2 separate regions of the Drosophila melanogaster genome follow, and region 1 is linked to region 2. The links are chromatin contacts, called in public Hi-C maps. All regions are on one chromosome and are shown on one strand. The core of a region is the stretch at or near the end of the contact, and the rest is flanking DNA. Distances in the headings are between cores, read along the strand shown. Region 1 holds the start of Sdr (Secreted decoy of InR). Region 2 holds the start of CG14853.

Region 1 (6,807 bases), core at 2,256-4,755, 310 kb before region 2:
ATAATCAAAGTTAAAAACCGAAAAATATTAAAAAAAAAAATTAATTCCAAATAGTAAAACTACGACATATATAGTCTGGAAAAATAAGAGGTCCAGCGGTCCTTCTATGTCAAGTTTTTTAGAACAATAAATACAGATATAGTAAATGTTAAACACGTTGATTTAGGTTGATATTGCATCAAGTTTTCAACATGCCTATCGTCATATGGGTCTAGCATTTATCACTTGTCAGCGGATACAGAAAGTCTGCGATCGAGGATTCTCTGCTAAACACCCTTGATGAATCGCTCCAGTTGGATGCTTGCAGTCTTGATTACAGCTTCCGCCGGAGTTGAGCATCCGTTGACCACGCCCTCGACGCAAGCCCGTATGGTGATCCGGTAATGGGTTTCCGGCTCCAACTGGGAGAGGCAGTAAAAGTGCTGGGTGCCCGGAAGTTCGTAGCCACTCAAGGGCTCCTCAGCCACGCATTTTTCCTCCACTTGCTGGACCACGGATGCGTGGGAGTTTTGGCACTTGGGCAAGGCATGTCGGATGGTATACTTGTGCTGGTCCAAGTCCTGAAGATCCCGCTGCTTCTTCTCGCTATTCAGGCGATAATTCTCATAGTTAATTGCGGCCAATCTCTCCTTAGCCAATGTTGCATTTGTAGGAGCAGGAGTGGTTGTGGGCGGTCTGGTGGGCTCTTCATCCTTCTTTATGGACAACAGGTGCTCATAGTTAATCACTTTTTCGAACTCCTTTCTGCGATAGTCGTGATTGCGCCTATAGATGGTATAATATTGTATATTATTTCAATTGAAACTTCAAAGAAAACCATATTTTCTTGTCTTACGAAACATAAATGAGATTGGGCAACGCATCCTCGTAGGTGATTTGCTCTTTGTTGTAGTAATCCTCGTCATCTGGCTGAGGACCTGAATAGTAGGGCAGTACACCAGCGCACTCACAATCGATGTCTTTAGCATTTTCCAACTCAACATTCACATAATTTTTGTCCTTTGCTTCCTTGGTAGCATTGTACTTTTCGGCGGTCACAAAATAATTTTTAATGACTCCATTTGGACGCCTCGGTGGCCACCAGTGAAGAAGCTGGAAATGAACAAGTTTTTAAGCTGAGAGATATATTTTGAAAAGTACTTACAATCTGGGAACTGATTTCCGAACTGCCATATATTCGGAGCACAGGACTTGGCCTATCCGGTAGCGTCTGGAAGTAGCCGATTTTTGAGTAGGCATCTATCTGAATATGATATTCGGTTCTGGTGAGGGTCTTCACGAAATACGCATACTGTGTGTAGGGCTTCAGACCGCTTATCACATGACGTCGACTCTGGTTGGGCACAACGTCCATCAGCCAGCTGGAAAATTATAAACAGAATCACTGTAGGTAAACTTGGTGAGGGCGAGGAGTCCACACCCACTTGTCATGACCGCAACCATGCCGACCATCGTACATAGTCACGTTTTGCACCGGGGCTTCCTTGTAGTGATACGAATATCCTATTAGCGTTTCCATACCCTCCCAGTCCATGTAGTCCAGGATGATGCGTACCGCAGTGGAATTTAGGTCCTCCACTTTGGGATTGAGGGAGCGCACCGCGTCGCCACAAATCACGCGTTCGCCGTTCGAATTGGGGGATACATCTGCCACGGATATATTCTCTCCGCTTTTCAGGGAGCCCTGTAGCTGATGGATTTTCTCGTAGCACAGGCGGGGATTCAGGTGAAAGAATAGTGTACCGCGCTGAATGATCACCAGGTGATTGGGTGGCCAAATGTGCTCCAAATGGTAGTTATTCACTACATACAGGGCGTATCTGAAAATGAGATAAATAATATTATTAGAATTTCAATACAATCCTTGCCTCTCAAACTAACTTGTTTTCCACCAGCTTATCCCCTCTTATGGCATCCAAATTCTGAAGAAATGTGAGCGACATCAGCTGTGCAGAGTGTATGACCTTCAGATACCCAGTGATCTCTTTAACACTGGCCAACGCATTTTCCAAGGCATCTACAATTTTTTCTGGAAAATGTATTATGTAAGTAAATTATACAGATATCATATATGATATGAAACACACCTTTAATATTGGTGAGTTCGATGGTAAGTGAACCATTGATCGTCACACAGTCTTGTAAAACTTCCAGGTCGGCAGCACTCTTCACGTGAAAATCGCCGTTGCACTCCACCTGGCAGTGGATGATGCCCTTGGCGACCAAAATCTCTTTCTGGTTTCCCGGACACTTTTTCACACACTGATAGCCGCGTATCAGGGGAATCCTTCCCAATTCCCGGCACTCCCTGTGACCGATGCACCTCCTCTTGTTTAATTCATAGCTGGCGACACACTGATTGACACATCCCATTCTTCCCTGGTAGTTTGCACAAAGGGAGCAGTTTTGGGAATAGCAACCAGTTACACAGTTGTGATCACAACATTTGCCCGCACTATCACATCCGTTTAGGCCACATGCAATGGGGCAGTCCTTAAGTCTGGGCGGTTGGGGGCGAAGTTGTGTCGTATTCACGTTCCAGCAGCGCTCCGAGGAGTTCCGGATGAACTCGAAGTCCGCTGACAGGCTACCACACAAAGGGCACTGACTTTGCGGTCTGTTGTGCTATGGTTAATAAAAAAGTTATTTATCCAATATTTGCTTAATATCAAGGAACATATGCCCAAGTATATCTTCACTCACTTTAAGGGAAAAGTGCTGCCGAGTGGCATTGCCCATTAGATATATCCAATCGACGGTTTCCACGAAGCACAGCAAGGGATTCGATTCGACGCGAATGAATCCGCTCTGGATGCGCAATAACTCCACCAGGCCGAGCTCCCTGAGATTGCGATTCTCGTAGACCACCAGGGAGTACTGATCAAAGAGGAGCTCCTGCCCACGAATGATACGCAGCCGTGGGAATATCGACTGCAGGCTGATCAGACCCGTGCAGCGATACACCATTAGGTAGTCACTGATCTCGGTCACATTGCTGGCCAGCGAATCCAGGCTGTAGTTGCCGGATACATCCGTCAGATCCACATAGGCCAGTCGAACGTGACCCACCACATGAGTACAGTTCTGCAGTTTCCGCAGGTCCGCAATCTTATTTATCTCCAACGATCCGCAGGCGGTTTGATCATCGGAACTGGCCAAAACCGGCGATGAGGCGCCCAAAAACAGCAGTATCAACGGAACTGCGATCGAGATGGGGATCGGAAGGGGGTTGGGAACGGGGTGCAGATGCCCCATGCTGCCACCTGACACTTCCAATTGAGAGCACTTGACCCGGGCGTTAAGGGGGCTTCCAATGGATCAATTAGCGCGCCCGCTTGAATGTCAATGTCGTTTTTCTCGCACGATCGATCGGTTGAACTATATATTTTTTTAAATATTTTTTCCGCTTTTGAAGAGAGCTGCGTTCGCGGCAACGATTCGATTTGGACTGATGGCATTCGATTCGAACAGCGTTCTGTGCTTTCGATCTCTTTAATTAGCCTCTTCTTTCGGCATTCACTTTGTTTTGTTTTGTTTGGTTTTGTTTCACACTGTTATTTCTTTTTTATGCGCTCGTCTTCGTTCTCTAAACCCTTCGGCTACACCAGCGGAAAATCGTGTAGTGTTCATAAAACTATTCAAATTTGTCGACATTTATAAGAACCTAAAAATGTATGCAAAGCGAACATATTTAGTAACCTTTTTCTTAAGCAAAATATCTTTTAAGCAGATTTCCAAAATTATTACAATAATAAAATATTTAGCATATTGTTTGATAGAGCCAATTCTAATATAAATATCTAAATATCTTCAAAAACCAGAACTATTTTTTCGACTCGGTGTATAAAAACTGCTCAAGAATGAAAATCAAAGGTGGTGGCTGTTGTGAGAGAAGAAGACTGATGATTCGATGGGGAGCAGTCTGGTAATATTTACGTTAATGAAAGTAAACATTTCGTAAAACAATATCGTAAAATAATATACTTGCCGGTCTTGCTATTTGTTTGTTTCTAGTTTTCTCAATCAAATTTAAACCCCCTAATGCCCTTTTGCAGTCAATTAAAAAAGTGATATACGAAACTTAAAATTAAGATTAAGAGTACCATGATAATTCGTATGATCTTTTACGGTTTTTGATAGATCGATTTGTGGAGCTACAAATGAAATTCAAAAACTGGAAACCCTTTTTGAAATTCTTGGCACGCCACTGTTTCATTTTGTTGGGGAGCGATTATTTTACGCATCTGTTACCTTTCACGTTTTTCTCATTGTCGTTTCCTTGTTGCCGTCAGCCGAAAAACACTTGTTACTTCTGCAACCGCCACAGCCCCTTGCCACGCCCCCACTCCCCATGTGACCTTGCAACCATTTGCAAACCGGTTGGATCCTCTTCCCCCTTCCTCCTTAGCTACCTTCCCCTTAGCCACCTACCGGCGTTCTTTACCTTTTTCCCCAGAGTGCATGTCTTTGCCTTTTGTTTTTGCATTTGCGCAGAAATTAAATTGCACCGGCGAACAATTCAATTAGAGTGAATGCAAAAAAACAGTGAAAATAAGAGCGAAAATGGTGGGAGGGGGTGAACCAAAGCTCCAATCCAATTGGTAGAGTAGTGAGCATTGAACAACGCGCAATTGGCAGTTCATTAAGGTGCAAGTAACGCTCAATGGAATCGGAAAAAGAATTTTCTAAATTTAGTCAGATGCCAATTGAATACGCAGCTTGAATGATTGTTCAATAACAAAAAAATAGATAATATATTTATGTGTTAAATACAATAGCAATAGAAATCTATAAATAATTTGCGCAAAATTGTGCCCCGTTGTTTTAGATATTTTAATGGGCAAACCACATAAAAACGCACGAAATAATTTCAAATTTTCACTTTGTTATTATAGGGTATATCTTTAGTGTAGTACTTTGAATATATCATTACATATGTAACAGCGGATAAAATCTGCCTAATTCACCCCAGGATAATTATTTAGTTATTATATCTATTCCAAAAATTATTTTAAACATAATAATTTATGTTACCGTCGCGATAATCCATTCAAAATTAGTTAATAATTGATAAAACCATCATCAATGGTCAATATAGGCAGTAATTTATTATTATTATTTATCATAAAACGTTATTTTTAGCTTTAAATATGCTTAAAGCCAACTTCTATTTCTAAAAACAAAACTGCCATAAACTGTATCTTTTTTTAACGAGTGCAAAATGCACAAATTCACGCAAAATCACCAGCTGCACCCACATAAAAAATCGCAGTAAACGTGTGAAAAAACCACACAGGCATAACTATCAATGATTTTTTCGTTAGCTGATGTGCTCTTTTTCTCCGTTTTCCCGCCACCCGCCTGTGAATCAATTTTCGCAGTAATTTGCAGAGCCTGCGCTGATGTGAAACGCGCGGAATTTAATGCAGCATCCTTTCCGGCGGCACGTCAAACTATGAGCATCCCCACCAGCGCCCACTACCACCCCTCACCACGGAAGCCCCCATAACCAGGGGCGCCAATTATTGAATATGCCAGCAGCACACAGGCGCCGTTTGAAAGGGGCAACCAAAGGGGCAGCGGGAACTGACAACAGCCCTCCAGCGATGATGAAGTAGCTAGCTAGTATTTAATAAAAATGCTCTACAACTGCGAAACCATTTTATTTTGTAGTGAATATGTTTTCATAATTATTCCAATAATAAAATGAAAGTTTTCTTAAGCCAGCAGGAAATTAGAATGGCTTTTTTGAGCAGAGCACCATCTCTGACTCACTTAATTCGCACGGGAGTTGCAAGATGGCAATGATGCGGTGGACTCCAGTCACCAGAGTATCCGAGGCGGCAAACACGTAACACCATTTTGCGGCGCGTGATGGGAATCGCTAGCGAGGACGTGTGCATATGCCTACCCGGGAAAAGCGGGAAAAGCTGAGAAAATCGGGAATACAGTGGGAAGAGTCAAGGGATGGGAGAGTGGAAACGGGAAAACTTGGACATAAGTCAACCCGTGAGTAGGCGGCCCACGCACGTCCCTGCATTTAAGTGCCAAATTAGGAGGAGGCCTTGGGCGGCTTGCACATGGCTGTTGGCCATAAATCAAGCGGTCGATGCAATTTATGGCCCTGCCAATTCAATGAGCTACTGCCTGCCTGCCTGCTGTCTCATCATGACCCATTACCATTATGATTGCTGTTATTACGAACTCTACAGCTCGAGCCGGAGAATTAATTAAGTTTGCTGAAAAATGCAATCCGGCAAATAGACAATGGCAGCAGCTGTTCCATCAGCCTTTCTTCCCGGGATTCTCGAGTCCTTTCCGCTCAGTTGGAGCACTTGCATCCTGATTGATGTGGCACCTCGCAGCAGCTGACAGGATATTCAACCCGGCTGGCTGATGCAATTGGACACATGACACAGCAATCTGCTTGAAAACTACACTAAGACGTCCAAGAAGTTGGCCAAAACAGACCACACAGCAAGTGCACTGGAGTTTCCCTTTACCTTTGGGATAACGAACAATAAAAACATTCGAGTGCAAACAATGTTACTTCATAAGTAGTCATCAAAAATTACATAATCCATTTAAGAGGCGAGCAAGTATAAAACACACAAACTGAAATCCATTTTTAATTTGGTAAAACTATTACTTTACTTTCTTTGCCACACTTCATAAAATTGCAATGCTCTTCATTTGCACGTGCATTCCGCAAGCCTCAATTCAATCAAATTTAAAAAGCTTTCAATCTCAATCAAACTGCTAACAAGTCTTGTTCAACCAAATTGCGTTAAATGGAGTCCAATTAAA
Region 2 (6,782 bases), core at 2,800-5,299:
AAAGCAGACAATTTGGTACGTAATTTATCGACAACTATAAATTATTGTCATTATGCTATCAACAAATTATAGCTTTTATGATAGTTTAATTAGTTTTTCGCAAGCCGCAATTTATGTGATTTTAAGAGCAGTTGCCAATTTGTCGGTATTTTCAATGACGTGGTAAGGAATTGAATAGGAAAACTTTGTCTATGATGAGACCACAAACAGGTGCTGGCTACGTACTCAAATCATTTTCATTTGCATAATTAAAATGTCTGCGGGCAAATTGAATTTCCATCCAAGAGTTGGCCGTACCTGAATTTAAACGGCAACCAACCCCGTTTTGTTTGAGCCAAATCTAGAGTCGGCGAACCGGAAAGTTATGTATGTACGTGAGCCACTTGTGCCACATAGTGAGCGTATGTATGTTGCAAATGCGTCATGGGGTCAGATGGCGGCCACAGTGCAGTAAAATTGCATAAAAAGCCATTGCCGTTACTGCAATTCGGTTGTCCAGTTTGAAAATGCGCCGAATAATTTATAACAAACACTTAAATGGGTTGACTGCGATACCAATCCCCAGCTAGGCCCATACGAATGTTTGCCAAATTGCCGGCCTGTTGGGGCTTATTTGAGCCAAAACAACATGCAATATGTAGTCGAAGTTCCATCGCCTGCCAACAACTAACTAACTGGCCAACCAAAGGAGCTGACACTACCGAATCCAAGGTCCTTGCCATTGGCCAATCACAACACAAGCCGTTAATGAGTTTTCCGCTTAATACATTTTTTAGCCGGCAAATAGTGCAAGCAAACCCATCTGGTCAGGCCAATAAATGCAGAGTAAAAAACTGTATGGGTAAAGCTTGGTATCAGCACATTTGCATACCTTTGCATATACTTTTTAATTATCTTAATAAACCTTCATATTTGATATCTATTTATATTTACAGGCCTTATGTTTAAACAAGGCATATCAAATTATAAATTGCTAATTTTTTGTTTAATACTCCTGTTTAAAGTAACCCTCTTCCAAAAGTATGGTTATTATTTAAAGCTCACGAATGTGCTACTTTAAAAACCTCAAAAACCTGAAGAATAAAGTTTGTTTTTCGTTCTGTGGTGTCGCCTGGCAAAATGTTGTCAATAAAAGGCGAATTTATGATAGAGTATAAATATGCTCATGGGACAGCACAGTCAAACGACTTAGCAAACTGCAATAACAATTCTTTGTAAATATTTTCTTCCTTTGGCTGAAAGCGTCCAGTCCTTGAAAGGACGTGGGCCAAATTGCATGATTATAATGATCGTCCCAAAAACGTTGTTATCGCTATTGCTGCTGTTGCAATTACGTTTGCGGCTCTTTGAGCGGCTGCCAAGCGTTGGCCATTTAACTGTCTTTTTTATTCGTTGCCCAAATATTATGGTAACAGTACCTTATGGTAAAGTACCTTTCCTATGCTTTTGACTGCTAACTACATAGTCATCGCAACTTTTGCTCTTCCAATCAATGTAAAGTGGCTTGTGTAAGCTTTGGTGACCTTTTATGCTTATTTTCTAAGCCCAGCAGAAATTGGCTTTAGAATTTCAAAGGAATCTGAAAATATGAGGAATGGATGTCGAAAAAATTCAATAAACTTTGACTAGTACTCTCATAAAATGACGGTCGATTGAATTGACAACCCATAACATTAAATATGCCAAAACTTTCCAAACTTTCGTAGGAAACTTGTATTAGAAAACTAAAAGTACTTTAATATTCGCCAGGGAAATCTTGTAGATGGCTAAAATTTCAAGTATCTACTTTAATGGAAACAAATACAACCCCATTTCAAGCCACGTCGTTTGGTTGCGAAGCTTCTCTCATATTTTATCGCTCCTTAGGTATTATAATATGGCAAAGAAAAAGTTTCTGTAGACCGAAAAACTTGTCTATAGAAAGTTTAATTTGCTGCCACCCGCCAACAAAACGCCCAAGGACGGACATTTGGGCGGTTCGCTGTGGTCATTGGCTTTGTATGAATTACAATCGATACTTGGCGGATGGGGGATGGTTATCTATTCGTCTGTGTCTAAACCGAATATGGTTTAGATCGCCACCGAAGCGGCAAATAAGCAATTATGCTGTGTGTAACATTTCCCATACGCAGCATAACTTTGAGTGGCAGCCGTACGCGGCGTATGCGCAATATTTTCCAGTTGCCTGTGGCTTTGCCATAACAATGCGGCTTTTCTCTGAAATTGTTCGCATTGTATTGCAAGGGTTTTTGTTTGTCGGTTCTGCATTATACCTAAACAGGAATTTATATATGCGAGCTACACATACACACTCTGTCTTTCAGATGCTTTCTAGCCTCCACTCGGCAGCCTGTCTTGTGCCATTCATTCATTCATTCACTCATACAGTGAGTCTCTTTTTCACCGACTCACGGCGCAAAAGTCACCCAAGTGGTAATTAAAATTATAGCAACAATGCGACGTCTTCTTGGCCAAGAAGATGATGAAGAGGATGAAAAAGCCGCTGGCTGACACAGAAAGCGAAGCCGAAACGCTGTCGTTTGCTAGTGTTTGTACAGGCACACACGCTAACAAGTTGCGGCTGCTTACATATTTGCTAGGAAAAGGACACACAAGACATACACAGCCCAGCTTTGACTTCTTGAAATATTTATGAGTGCCCGCCAACTCGACCCAAAGACGCTGGTGACAAGCCAAGAAGAGCCCGAAACAAAAAACCAGTGAAGTGATTGTCACAAACCCGGAAAATACTATATGCACTAAGTCACCAGTCTGCAGAGTTTGGCGCTTTAAGTGTTGCAAAAATTATTTTTCACTTTTAGACTTTTTGTTTATTGATATTAAACTGCAATATATGCGTTCATCACACTTCAATTTTAAATGTATTTTTCAAAATTAAAGTAATAAGAGAATGCACATATAATGTTCTATATTTTCAATTGGCAATAAAGGGGATATATTTTGTTGTTTCAATTTTGCACTCAACAAAAAAATAACCCCAAGGGTTATCCTTCTTATGGGGCAAAAATAATAGATGCCTATCTATCTATATAATTTTTATCAAATGGCAAGATTTCTACGTACTTAAGCCTATTACTTTTGTAAAACAAGATTAAATTGTTTAAGAAAGTAGTTCTAAAATGTGAATTCTTGTATATTTCTAGACAGTGAAACTGGAAGCTAACTAAGCAACATAAAATAATTAGACAACAACATCGTTCCATTATTTTCGGCCATAGGGCATTTCCTTTTGCCAGCATCTACATTTTACAAATATGTCGCATGAAAACCCAAGGGGTTAAGCTCCGCATTTCGAGGTGAAAATTTACATGGGCCTCGAGATGATCGTTTAGCACATCATTAAAAATGTGTTGCTGTGCAGAAAGTTTCGAGTGCTCAGCACTCTGGGGTGGCAACCGCTCTCGAGTGGCAGAAATAAATAATTAAAATATACAAAAATGCCGACCAGAAGAGCACACAATTCCCGCCAAGGACGAAGGTTAATGCGTGGATTCGTGGCGGTGATGTGGGTTGAAATCTGGCATCAGTTTCACTGGCCTGCTGACAGGGCAACTTCACCTACCTTCAATTATTTACGGTGTGCGGTGTTCCGTCCACCTGCTTAATGCATTTGCAGCCTCTCGGAATTTTCCCAGCTGTGGAAGCAGCAAGTCCCAGGATTAATTAGTACTGAGTCCCAGGACTTTCAGCGAATCAAAGATTCTGCGGCGTGGGTATAATGTAATTAACGTGTGTTTTCCTTGGCTTCTACGCAGTTGAAGCTGCAAAAATGGTTGCAAGTGTTTTCTTTGCATAAACTTACACACACAAAACACGTCCTTCGATTTTGGTTCACTGGTTACGCGCTAACATTCACAATTTTCAGATGCACGATTGTTTTTTATGCAAGTAAACGACAAACAGTATGTTTTACTTTTTAAATAATTTGTTGCAGCGGAAAATGGAAACGTTTTTCTCTGTGGCCAAAGAAAATTTGTTCCGCTTTTTTGCGTCGCAGTTTCGCTTAATTAACAAAGTCGACGACTGAACGAAATGTCCTTTTTATACACACTTGTTCGCTTTTACCTTGCTCAAGTAAAAGCTTTCGGCTCTCTCCCGCTCTCTTTTGCCAGCTTTCTCTCTCTCAACGCGCTTTGCTCTCACTTTTTTGAATACCCTGTATGCAGTGAGGGGTATGATGAAGTACTTTTCAGCTAATTTTTAATGAAATGGTTTTTTGGAGAGTTTTGTTTTCTCAGTAATGACCATACGTTCCTATAAATATATATACTTTAGATAATACATTGTATTTTTCTGTGTTTTAATACAGAATTATACAATGAAACAAGCCACTGATTGTTGCAACCCCATTTTTTATAACTAATTAGTTATTCATTTATTATGTATTAAATTATTTCAAAATTAAATGTTAGCATCTTTGTAAGTTTAATGGTATTTTGAATATTGTAAACCTTTCATATAAAAGCTCTGCTCTTACAAAGCTCTTTCTCTCTCGCTCTCTCTGTAACTCTATCGCTGTGTTACAGCAGAGAAACAAAACAAACAACAGAGCGGAGCGGATACGGAAATGGTGCAGGCCAAAGACTGATGGCCGACTGATTGTGGCCATGTTGTCTGCCCTCCGTCTCTGTGTGTGTGTGTTTTTGTGAAGGTATAGATTTATCAGTGTTAGTGTGGGTGTTCATGCAACGCGAGTGGCAAGCCAGCTGGGAAAAATACTATGCAGAGCGTACGCAACGGGAGCGCAGCGAGAGATTTTTGCGGCCCATTGAGTGTGAATTAAGAGATGCCGGCTTAGTGCGAATCCTTGCTTATACATTTATGGTATTCTTTTTTGTTCCTCAGCTACACTGCATATATGGATCCATGTATGCCCTCGAGTGGCGGATGCTGGAGGCAGCCCGACGAGGATGGATGCTGGGTACTGAGTACTCCTATGAGGTTTCCGCATTTCGCTTTTCAGCATTTTTGTGGCATGCTTTTGGGGGAGGAACAAAATTAAATCTCCCTGGTATTGGTGCAGTAAATATCATTTTTAATCTGAATATTAAATATTGTGATGTGTAATGCAAAGAATGCCATTTTGAACTCTTGAAAAAATGTGCTTGTGCTGTCCTTCAACTACGGTCCTTGCACATTTGCAACAATCAAAAAGGTCAAGGGATGATTGGTGCAATAATTTTTGTTTAAGCAGTGCTCCAAAAACTTCCATTACAATTTCCGACTGTCATAAGCTGAATTAATGCTATTCCTAATTTTTTTTGCAGCTAGCATTAATCCCTAAGCGGCCATTAGATTGTCAGCAGAAAAAAGATCTACAAGCATTTGTGTTATTTAACTCGTTCCACTTTTCCATTTCGCTTTTCTATTTGGGCGAAAGCGCGAAAAACTCATTCCAGTCAGCATAAATGAAAGCTTGCGTTTGTTTCCGAAAAAAGGGAAATTTACGTTGGCAGTTGCAATCCCGTTTTGCGTGTTGCAAGGGATTCCGCACGATTTCCTGTTCGCCACGGACACTTTGCCTCCCACAAGTCCTGCCACACCAAACATCACGTCCTTCGCACGTGCAAATGAAAATAGGTTTGACTTTGCTTATATATAAAAAAATTTATTGCGTTTAACTTTGCGGGTTGAGGAGTCGAGAATGAACGAGTTTTTCATGCTTAGCGGCATGCCAAAGGTGGGTATCTTAGCGCTAAATGGGGTGGGTATTCCTAGAGTTGAATGAATCGCGTTGATATGTCAGCTGCTTGGTTTGTTGGTATCGACTTAGGATCTATACTTAAAGGCTAGCGATATGTTGATTTGGTTGCTTGCAATCGTTTCACAAATGTACAATTAGTCGCTGAAACCGAAGACTACAGAGATAATACAAGTAATCCGAAGTGATCTTGAGACCTCTGATGTTCTAACTGTCCAATTTCCGTTTCAAAAACTTCAAAGGCCCAAGGCACTCTTTCGAATATCTTAAACATATAATTAGAATACCGATAACTAGTTCATACTCATTTTATCCTTTCATTTAGTATGCAATGGATGAGCTTACAGACTAAGCAAATATTAAGGATTTCGATTTCGATCAAAATTCAAATCTCGCATGTAAATCGAACGAATACCAATATATGAAAATCTTTCGAATCTTTCGATTACAATATGTGTCGTTGGGATGGCCTAGCAGTTCATGTAGTTTGGCGTTTCCTCCTCTGCCTTGGAGTCCTTTTCCGGAGCAACGTCACCCACATTCTGGTAGACCTCGGCCTGGACCTCGATGCTGCCCACCTGGGGACATGGTACTGGGATCTGCTTGGGTTTGAAGGAGCTGCATCCGCTGGCGGAGCTGCTCTTGGTTAGCTTGCCGTAGATGATGTTCGATCGCTCGTTCAGCTTAATGGGCTGCAGGGTGACTCCGTTCTGGTTTTGGTAGTGCTGTGTCTCCGCCTGCTCCTTGGCCTCCATGATGGTGTTCAGGTAGTTGCTGCTCTGGGATCCAACCAGTGGCTGGCTGCCGTACACGGGTATGTTCGAGGGGAACATTTGGTAGTGCTCGGATCCCGTGGGACTGGTGGGTGTGTTCAAGCGCTGGCAACTGGACATGGGCGAGGGGAATACAATCTGATGACGCTCATCACCGGGCGTTGAGCTGGGCGTAAAGACGGGTCTCGGTGTCGGTGGCACCATGTAGTTGTCCATCATCCGGCAGTGCGGGAAGCGACGATCCTCGTGATCCGAGTGGGTACCCGAATCTCCCAGCGAGGCACCAC

Evidence for each region. A called contact is a pair of places that touch in the nucleus more often than the background predicts.
Region 1: a Hi-C map of the Kc167 cell line shows a contact between it and region 2, with 2.0 times the contacts expected there. The contact joins the promoter of Sdr here to the promoter of CG14853 in region 2.

The regions. Positions count from the first base shown.
Region 1 is chr3R:14,915,326-14,922,132 of dm6, reverse strand. It overlaps Sdr (Secreted decoy of InR), which reads right to left and starts at 3,505. Exons shown (of 7, transcript NM_001300402.1): 1 at 2,704-3,505; 2 at 2,088-2,625; 3 at 1,882-2,029; 4 at 1,425-1,820; 5 at 1,145-1,361; 6 at 836-1,092; 7 at 1-765. The coding sequence starts at 3,255. The coding sequence ends at 267.
Region 2 is chr3R:14,606,909-14,613,690 of dm6, reverse strand. CG14853 reads right to left here and starts at 4,049. Exons shown (of 7, transcript NM_142119.3): 1 at 3,584-4,049. It overlaps stumps (stumps,), which reads right to left. Exons shown (of 7, transcript NM_001104322.2): 7 at 5,612-6,782. The coding sequence ends at 6,193.